Linked DNA regions of Gossypium hirsutum: region 1 is linked to region 2. A link is a contact called in public Hi-C data. All regions are on one chromosome and are shown on one strand. The core of a region is the stretch at or near the end of the contact, and the rest is flanking DNA. Distances in the headings are between cores, read along the strand shown. Region 1 holds the start of LOC107954155 (nucleobase-ascorbate transporter 12). Region 2 has its middle 14 kb from the start of LOC107954158.

What was found. A called contact is a pair of places that touch in the nucleus more often than the background predicts.
Region 1: a contact with region 2 is called in a Hi-C map of fibers, with 1.8 times the contacts expected there. The contact joins the promoter of LOC107954155 here to the enhancer-like site in region 2. A contact is called at or near these places in 4 of 34 Hi-C or Micro-C datasets (callus, fibers, leaf and 1 more).

The regions. Positions count from the first base shown.
Region 1 is chrD07:15,472,680-15,477,786 of Gossypium_hirsutum_v2.1, reverse strand. It overlaps LOC107954155 (nucleobase-ascorbate transporter 12), which reads left to right and starts at 3,787. Exons shown (of 10, transcript XM_016889634.2): 1 at 3,787-4,644. The coding sequence starts at 4,146.
Region 2 is chrD07:15,399,644-15,404,824 of Gossypium_hirsutum_v2.1, reverse strand. It overlaps the pseudogene LOC107954157. Among protein-coding and RNA genes, the nearest start is that of LOC107954158, 14 kb to the left of the region's middle. Within about 2 kb of position 2,629, at least 4 of the 9 cell types and tissues checked have an H3K27ac peak or open chromatin away from gene starts, as enhancers often do. A contact at or near this core is called in fibers, where this site is marked.

The DNA.
Region 1 (5,107 bases), core at 2,538-5,037, 72 kb before region 2:
TTTGCAAAAATTTACCCTTTCATGATTTCCATGCATAATTTATCACCTAATCTTTCATAACAACAAACACCTTCATACTTAACCAATTTAATGACCATACATCATCAAATGCTTACACATCATTCATTAGCAAAATCATCATTACAAACATACAAAATAACTAAATCCCTATACATGCCATAACTCAAACATGTTTTGACATAAAATACCGAGCAGTTGTGGTTGATAGTGTGGACGATCTCCGACTTCTTTAGGATCCTTGAAGTAGTTTTGCAATACTATAAGGGAAAGAGAAATAAAAGAAGTAAGCATAAAGCTTAGTAAGTTTACTAGCAAATAAATAACAACATTAAACACAAATAATTAAACTCAAGTGACTATATCTCTAGTTTACTCTTTAGTTAATCTCATTCTAGTTCTCTTGCTTATTTACTTAGAATACTTGTGTGCATAACTTACTCATCTCTTGCTGCATCGTTGAACATCAATTGATAGTATAATAAGTTCTTAACTCTTATAACTTACCTGAGCTTGCCATTTATGCTTTAAACTGAACTTTCATGAATATGATTCGCTTATTAGCCCATTGAGCTACATTGGAACAATAAGGATACTCGGGTCTCTTCTGATAATAACATGCCAAAGCCATGTCCCAGACATGGTCTTACATGGGATGTTCTCATCTCGGTGCCCATGCCATGTCCAAGACATGGTCTTATAGGGGACCTCTCATCTCGGTGCCAACGCCATGTCCTAGACATGGTCTTATATGAGACCTCTCATCTCGGTGCCAACGCCATGTCCCAGACATGGTCTTATATGGGACCTCTCATGATCTCAAGGATGCCAATGCCATGTCCCAGACATGGTCTTACATGGGATCTCTTTACCCAAATGTCATGACATTTGTATCCAATACTATCCTTATGTATCAACGGGACTTTTTAATTTTTATTCTCTACCATTTCATGCTTGGGTCATCATCAAATAAATTCATGAAATAAATATATAATTGCTGGAAAATAACAACATTAATAATTATTATTAAAATATTGTATTTATTTACCGTAAACTTACCTCGGTATCAAATATAGTCCAATTCACCAACTTAGTCTTCAACTTTATTCTTCCCTTTGTCTAACCTCGAGTTTCATTCTTCTTGATCTAAAATAGCAAATTTAACTTATTTAATACTCACTTTCATCAAAACAGCCCTCGACTATAACTTTTTTAAAATTACGATTTTGCCCCTAAACTTTTACATAATTACATTTTTGCCCCAAGGCTCAGAAATTAAACTTCATCCCTTATTCTTATGTTTTGTGACATGCTGAACATTTTTCCCTTCTATGGAAACATCAAATTCCCACACTAACATGTACTTATGAACATTAGGTATTTTTACCGATTATGTCATTTTACTCGTTTTCGTTTAAAATCGGCTAGCAAAAGTTGTTTAACATAATTTCTAGTTTCATATTCTATCATAAAACATCAAAATAAACACTTTTCACCTATGCGTATTTTACCAAATAAAAACCCTGGGTTAAATTATTGCTAAAATAAGCTGAATTAAGCTACCGGGATCTCAAAAACGTAAAGAACATTAAAAACGGGACTTAGGATCACTTACTATGGAGCTTGGAAGCTTGAAAACCCTAACTATGGCTCCCCCCCTTGCTGATTTCGTCCTAATGAAGAAGAAGATGATTTTTGCCATCTTTTTCCCTTTTAATTCTTTTTATTACTAGATTATCAAATTGCCCCTAACTTAAAAATTTTCTATTTCACTTATTTCATGTCCATTTTTGTCTACCAAGTTACCAATGGTCTAATTGACATATAAGGACCTTCAATTTAAAGTTTCATAACAATTGGACACCTCTAACATGTAGAACTCAACTTTTACACTTTTTACAATTTAGTCCTTTTAACTAAATTGAGTGCCCAAACGTCGAAATTTTCGAACGAAATTTTCACGAAATCATTTTGTGAAATCATAGACCATAAAAATATAAGAAAAATAAAATTTCCTCATCAGATTTGTGGTCCCGAAACCACTATTCCGATAATCTTAAATTTGAGCCATTACATGCAAAGTCCCCAAGGATTAGCCACTTTACTATACCTCATGACTGTAAGTCCATCAACCGAGAGCCCCAGTTGAATCGATACATCCTCCAGTGTTATTCTGCACTCCACACTCCCTACACGGAAAATGGAATGTATAGGTCTCTAGGCGCCATCGTTCTACCAAGGCAAATATTAAATCCGACCTTAAGTCGAACATCTGAATGAATGACACTGTGCCAAACCCGGAGGCATCCAAGTATGGTTTAATCCGATGGTTAGAAAAATATTCGGAGTATTGAGTTGAGGCCTCAATACCCGATACTTATCCTATACACGTAATAAAACCTATATTTGTTAATTTTGACAAATTTAATTTTTACAACTAATGAATAATTATTATTTTTAAAGACACTGACTTCAAAAATATTTTTAAAGAATAAATTATTTGGTTTTATTTAAAACTGACTCGGACCTTATTTATTGAGTCATAAATCATAAGCGCTATGTGGTCAGTAGCTCGGATAAAAGAACCAATTTAACTAATGGATCATGCAATTAGAAGCTAATGATTGGGGGATGATTGACTTGAGTGCTGGCCATGGGGGTGCTGACTTCGTCTGACACTGTTTATTTTAGGTCATTCCCGTCATTGTTTTTGAAGTTGTGTCATTCTTGTAAATATTTAATTTTTTTTTGTGTTAGTTGGGTAAAAAACCTGTTATAAAATGAAATAATTATTTCAAATATAATTATTATTTTTATATGTAAAATATTTCAAATATAGTTATTTTCATCTACATTGTAGTATGATATTTCAAATATTTTTATATTTGAAATATTTTAATTAATTATTTCAAATATCATTATATTTATATGTGAAATATTATAAATACACATATAAAAATATATAATGCTAAAATTTACTACACTCATGATATAGATTGAAGAATAAATATTACACATATAAAAATTATATTTACTAAAAAAATGATATTTGTAATAATTATTTTATAAATAAAAGAGTTATTAATTAAAAAGATGAATTAAAAATAAAAAATTGAAACAATATGAAATAAAAATTACAAATGTGTTAAAGAATATGAATTGAACCTGGAAGCAAAGGATAAAATCAATATTATTTAACCATTTAACCAATGGAGCTACTATGTTAAAAATATTAATTAAAAATAAAAAATCTTAAAATAAAATAAAAAATAAAAAATACAAATGTAAGTGAAAGATGAATTGAACTCGAGACTGATGACAAAATCATTAATATTTTTTTGATGAAACAAAATCATTAATATTTAACCAGACTAGAAACTAATGATATTGAAAGAGTCAGATAATACGGCTTAAAGGTTGGAAGCGCTTTCTTGCTAAAAATAATTTATTACACTAAATTTTCAAAAAAATAGGCCAATTTATCCAATTAAATTTTTTCATATATGGTGTATTTTGATATGCATTTTATTTTATTAAATATATATTTTAAAATATCTTACAGTAATTATTAAAATATCCCTATTATATCGGGGAAAGTTGGATTCGGCAAATTTATACACGAGACATATAAATGTTTAATATGAATATAAAAATGTAAAATATTTTAATAATAATAATAATAATAAATGTAGTACCTAATAATAAACGGATAATTTAAAAAATCAAACACCGTTAAAAGAAAATGAAGTAGGAAAAAGAACGCGGTTTTGGCTTGGCTCCATCCACCACAGTCTCTGTTGTCTTTTGTCATTTTACTCTTTTCAATTTCTTTACTCCACTTCACCAAACAGTTCCCCCTTCTCTCACTCCCTCACTCTCCCACTTCCCCTTTTTATTATCTTTCTCTTTTATCTGTACTAAAATGTCTAAAGTTAGCTCATTTTCTTCCTTTCTCTTACTACAAACCCAACAGAAACTTCTCTTCTTCTAGTCTTTGAAAACCTCTTCAAAAACCCTAAAAAATCACTGCCTTTTGAGCTCCTTTTTGGAACCCCAGATCTGTATTATTCATCTACAAGCTTAAAAGCTATGACCCCCTAAGAGATTTTGCTCTTCTTTCTTTTCTAATGTCGAGTTCTGACCCCAAAACCCGACCCAAACCTGTAACACGGCCTCCTGCTCCCGTTCCGCCTTCATCTTGGGCAAAGAGAACTGGGTTTAAGCCTAAATTCTCCGGGGAAACAAATGCGAGTGACTCCGGTCAAATAGCTTTGCCTCCGAGGTCTAGAGAGAATGAGAACCAACCTGATCTTGAAGCGGGTCGGGCTCGGCCAGTACCACCGGTGGTGAATGGGGAGCAGCCGGTGAGTGAGAAGGGTCCAGCAGAGAAGGATCAGTCGGTGAAGAAGAGGAGGGAGGCGGATGGGACGAATAAAGGGAGCTCAGCTGCCGCTGCTAACGGACATACAGTTAATAATGGGGCGGCGCCACAGCCGCAGCAGCCGACTAGGAGGCCTTCTAGGAATGAGGATGTGGTGGATGTGTTGCCACAGAATGTGGATGATGAAGGCTTCGTTGGAAGGCACTCACATATGAAATATGAGCTTAGAGATACTCCTGGTCTTGGTAACTTTCTCTCTTACTTTTCACTTTTGCTTTCTTTTTAAAGCCGGGGGAGAATGAACGACTTGTTTGTTGAAATGGGTGTTTGTGATTCTTTTTACAAGTGTGGCTTGTTTGTTGTTGTTGTTGTAGTTTTTTTCCCCTCCACGTTACCTGAAAGTAAAAGATCCTTACCTTTTTAAATTTTTTTTATTTAGTCTTTGTGGTTTTTCTTGTATATACTGTCATATTTGTCTGAATTGACAACTGAAATGGGCTATGCTTATTTATTTAATTTTTGGAATATTACTTGTTTATTTATTGATTTATTTTCTATTTGGAGTGAAAATTCTTTGCTTTTGTTGATTAGTGGCTATACTTATTTGTATGATTTATTGCTAGCTTTCTTTTTGTAGGTTTATTAGCCGTTTTGGGTGTGGTCAATGCGCTCTTTGTTTCATTTTACGGATAAAATTATTGATAATTT
Region 2 (5,181 bases), core at 1,380-3,879:
TCAACAAAAAATGCATAACATCTTTAAAATTCGACTTGTTCAGGTATATTTGACATATAATTTTCTCTTATAATTGTCCCTACAAGTGTCTGTTATGGTTGACATGAGAGTTGTGTCCCCTAGTGTCAATCATGCCAATGTTTCAAGCATGTGCTAATTAGATCATGGCTGTAGAGCTATGCTAGAGTAAAAAACAGAAAGGGAAGAAAACAAAAAGGAAAATAGAAGTGGCTGAACTTTGTACCTTGCGGTAACTGAATAGGTCAACTTTTTGGTTTGTGATGAAGCTGAATATTTACAAGTTGTACATACTCATATTTAGAGATGAATACGGGTTATAACTTATAAGTGTTATCATTGCTAAAAGCCTCCCTCACAGTCTTCTGCTTATCTATTTATTGGGTGCAAAAGGAAGTTCTTTGGAGATTCAAGGAGCCTCTTGTTGACTGTTTTGCATAATTTGTTTTCTGGGTCCTCTAGAATATGATTTGAAGTTCAAGTGCAGTTTGTCATGTTGGATGTTCCTCATTGCGGAAGGCCTGACTTGACTATACTCTGAAATTTGAATGCATGACTTTCTTTGGATTTACCCTCTACATGATACTTTGGAACCCCTATGCCTTTTTACATTTTATCACTGACAATTTTAAACATTAACCTTATATAATCTTGACTTTTTATCTTGGTTTGCATGTATAGTGGTTAGGGAAGAGAGGGGCCCTTATGGTGATCCTCAACACCCCTATTTCTATGAGGAGGAAGATGTGTGGATGGCACCAGGCTTTATCAATCAGTTCTACGAAGTAAGTAAAAGCTTTTCTTTCGCGTGGTGGATTCTTTCCACAATTATGAAAAGGGAGAAGAAATAAGTATGTTTGTTGGCAGGTTCCTGATTATTGGAAGACATATGTGCATGAAGTTGATCAGGAAAGAGAAATGTGGCTGAACTCATTTTATAAAGCTCCCCTGAGGTTACCTATGCCTGCAGAGCTTGAATATTGGTGGTCGAAAGGTATTTCTTTATTCGCTTCTGTTATTATTTCTTAGTCTCCAAAAGTGATATGAAGAATCCTTTTCCTTTTCGGTTTTTTTAAATGGATGTTTACATTTTATTGATCAGATGAAACTCCTGAATTTGTACTTATCAACAAAGAACCGGAGCCTGATCCTGAAGATCCGTCAAAGCTAATATATACTGAAGACCCGCTCATTTTGCATACCCCAACTGGACAATTGATCAATTACATTGAGGATGAGGAACATGGTGTCCGATTATTTTGGCAGCCACCTGTGAGAAGGTGAAGAGATTGATCCAAAGAAGGCTAAGTTCCTGCCCCTTGGATTTGATGAGTTCTATGGACGGGAAGTGATTCAAAAAAGGGATAATATATGGAAGCGTCTAATAACGACAATAGAAAATGCGTTGAAGCCAGGATTTGATAAACTAGAAAAGTGGACTGAAGAGAAAAAGAAGGCTGGTGAGTTGAAGATGAAGCTTATTGAAAAGGAACTTGATCTTATAGAGGCTGAACTGTGTTTAGAAGAGGCCATTGAGGACATGGATGAAGAACTAAAGAAGAAAGAAAAAGAGGAGGAGAAGAAGATGGAAATGGGATTGCTGGAGGATGAAGATACTTCTGTGGTGGCTAACCTAGAGGACAAAGCCATTCCCAAAGATGATGTTGACAAAGTTGTGGATGAAGAGGAAGACGGAGAGGAAGAGGAAGAGGAAGAGGATGATGATGATGATGTTACACCTTCCAGTTTTGGATCTGTTGCTGGCAATCAGAAGGAAAAGAAGCCTAGGGAGCCTCCATTCTCTTCATCTTCATTGTTGTTTGCTTCTTGCAGCCTTGTTTCGGTGGTAAGTTCTTATACAATTCATTTTTATTTCCATGTTTTGTTCTCATTTCTGTTCTAACTCTAATTTGCTTGTGGAGAAATAAATGGTCTATGAAGGTGAAGCCTTTACTCTTTGATGAATAGGGAATTTGTCTGAAAAGCCTTTATTCTGATATCAGATTGTAACTGAAATGACCATTTATGCCCATTCTTTTATTTTCACAATCCTTTAGGCTAATTGAATAGGTAGTCTTTCGGAGGTTGCCTTGCTTTTATATTGCGGATTTCAATATTTATCATCTTTCGCTTTACAGGTTCCGTCTACATTGCGAGAATCTATTTTAGCATTGAAACAACGTAGATTACCACTAAAATCCCATCCTTCATCAAGTGTGGAAAGCGCCAGTGATTCATTGAAAACAACTGATTCGGTCAGTTTCCCTTTGGTGCTAGGCCACAAAGGAAGGTTGAGGGCATTCAAGCAAGATCATCAGAAGTATCAACCACAAAACCAATCTAGTGGAAAGAAGTCTCAGTTACACTCCTTATGTAAGATCTTATCATGTCCTTCAACTACTACCAGAAGCCGTGTAAGACAACCTGAAAATCTTAACCGTTATGAGCTGCATGCTGCACCAAAGAAATATTCAGACAGCATCTTATCTTTGCATATTCCTGTTTGTTATTTGGAATCATACACGGATACTAAAAGGCATGGAGCCTCATTGTAGGAACTTGAATGATTGCACCTACGAGGGTCATTCTTTGTTGAGGTTGCATTTGATTGGGTTTTTACCAATCTTAATTTTAAAGTATGCACTTAGAAAGAAAAATAACGTCAAAGTTAAACATTGAAAAAGCATTTTGAGCATTTTCTCCTATACAAAGAAAAAGCCCAGATGACATAGTCCTTGCCTCCTTGGATGCTTTCATTCAGGTTTGGAGGGAATGATTAACCGGAATTTCATGTAATTTTTGGCTTTGATTAATCGGATAATTTATACTCGAAAATTATTTGGAATTTAAATTTTACTCAAGTGAATTTTTTTATGTTTGATTAGCATTGAAAACTCTCAAATCAAATTTTGAGCATAAACATTCGAATTTTATCTAGTTAAAGATCCAAAGGACCTTCTTTTGACAGGTGGCATTTTTATCATGAATCTTTTTCTTTTTAACATTTTAGAAAATGGTTAAATTTTAATTTTAGTCCTTATAATATGTTTAAATTTAATATTTACTTTATACTTTAATTTCTAATATAATTTGGTCTCTATATTTTATAATGTTATTAATTAGTCTCAATAGTTAATATCGTTAACTTATTTTTTTTCTTCCTCTTTTGACACGTGCCACTTTGATAGTGAAGCTCTTTTTTTTTTTTAATTTTGGTCCTTCTATAATGTTTAAATATGATATTTACTCTATACTTCAATTTCTAACATAACATGGTACCTATATTTTGTAATGAGTCTCAATAGTTAATATCATGAAATATAATTTGAATGCCTTAAAAGTCGTAGAGGCTGACACATGGATTTTTCTTTCTTTTAGGTTTACTTTGCTTCTTTTTTTTTTTTTTACATTATAAGATAATGGTCAAATTTTAATTTTGGCCCCTAGACTATGTAAGAAACTTGAGATTTAACTTATATGCTTTAGTTTCTAACATAATTTGGCCTCTCTACTTTTGTAATGCCATTAGTAGGGGTGAACAAAACTCGATTTGATTCAAAAAATAAAATAAAAATTTGAATTTCGAGTTGAAAAAATATTGTTGGATTTTTCAAGTAAACTTGAATAAGTATTTCAAGCTTCAAGTTCGAGTCAATTTCAATTTTACAATTCAAATAACAAATTGGTGTAAATACTCCTTTTGTCCCTATCAATTTTGAAAATGAGCAAATTGGTCTCTCAACAAAAATTACAAAAAAAAAGTTCAAAATAATTTTCTAAAATTCAAAATATTTATAAAAATTTCAAAATTTATATATATATTAAAAAATTCTAACAAATATATAAACAAAGTTAAAAATTAAAAAAATTTCTAAAACAATAATTTTGGGACCTAAATAAGTTTAACTAATTATTAAGTTTATCGTATTAAAGTTTATTTATTTATTTTGCTTTGAAAAAGTTTTTTAAATATATATGGTTTCAAATTTATATGCTCTAACATGGAACTAGCTATACTATAACAAAATTTTAATTTGACATGTTTAATTTTTTAATTTAACTCGAACAAGTTCACTCGATTTGACTTGACTTGAATTTCATTTCATTCGACTCAATTTGAAAAAAAATCAAATCAAGTTAGGATGATAAAATAGGACTCAACTCAAAATTTTTCACTCGATTCGATCAAACGCTCACCCCTAGCCATTAGTTAGTTTAAATAGTTAATATTGATAACTCTTTCAATCAAAATGCTAACCCCAATTTTCTTAAGAACACTACTCTAACAAAAAAAATTATCATGACAATTTTGAATGGGTGTTTTTAAGAAAAAAATCCTAATAAATATTTCAACATTATTTTTATTATTATTTGACTATCAAGTGAATATTTTTTAATTTGAAATGTCATACGAAATAATTGAATAGAAGAATTTTAATAGTGATAACAACTGGAACTAAAATTTTAAATAAAAATAAATAACTAAATTCTTGAAAATAAAAATATGGACCAAAATTTTAAATGTATAAAGTATAAAAAAAATTAAAAATCAATTTAACCTTCAAATTTTTATTCTATAATTTGATACAAATAAATAAACACGCGAAATATAAAGTAATTATAATGCATAACCGAATACAAAATTCATGGCTAATGAAGAATTCAGCACATAATATAAGACACCAAACCTACTGTCAACTTCACATCACCGTCAATTTAGCACTCAGAAAAGAAATGGTGCTGCATGCTGTCTTGCTATGAAAATGGCACAAGAAAAGCTAAGGAAACATTGATGATTTGGACCTAACATTTATCCCTCCCACACTCAATTTCAACCTTAATTATTGTTAACTATAACCCCAATTTTTCCAATTGGTCTAATTTGCAAATTCAATGTATTTGAACAGCAACAGACGAGCCACATTCAAACAAATGTCAGCTTCAATGCACTGTCAACATGTGCTATGTTTAATACTCTTAGTGTCTAAATTTGTACATTAATGGTAATCATGTAATATTTTTTAGGGTATATATAACAATATTGGTGAGGGAAGGAAATATTAGGGTGTTAGCCCATTCTTTTTAATAAAATATTATTTAAGTATAAGACTAGAGTTTTAATCTTTGTTCCAATTAAATCTTGTTTATATGATTTTATACATT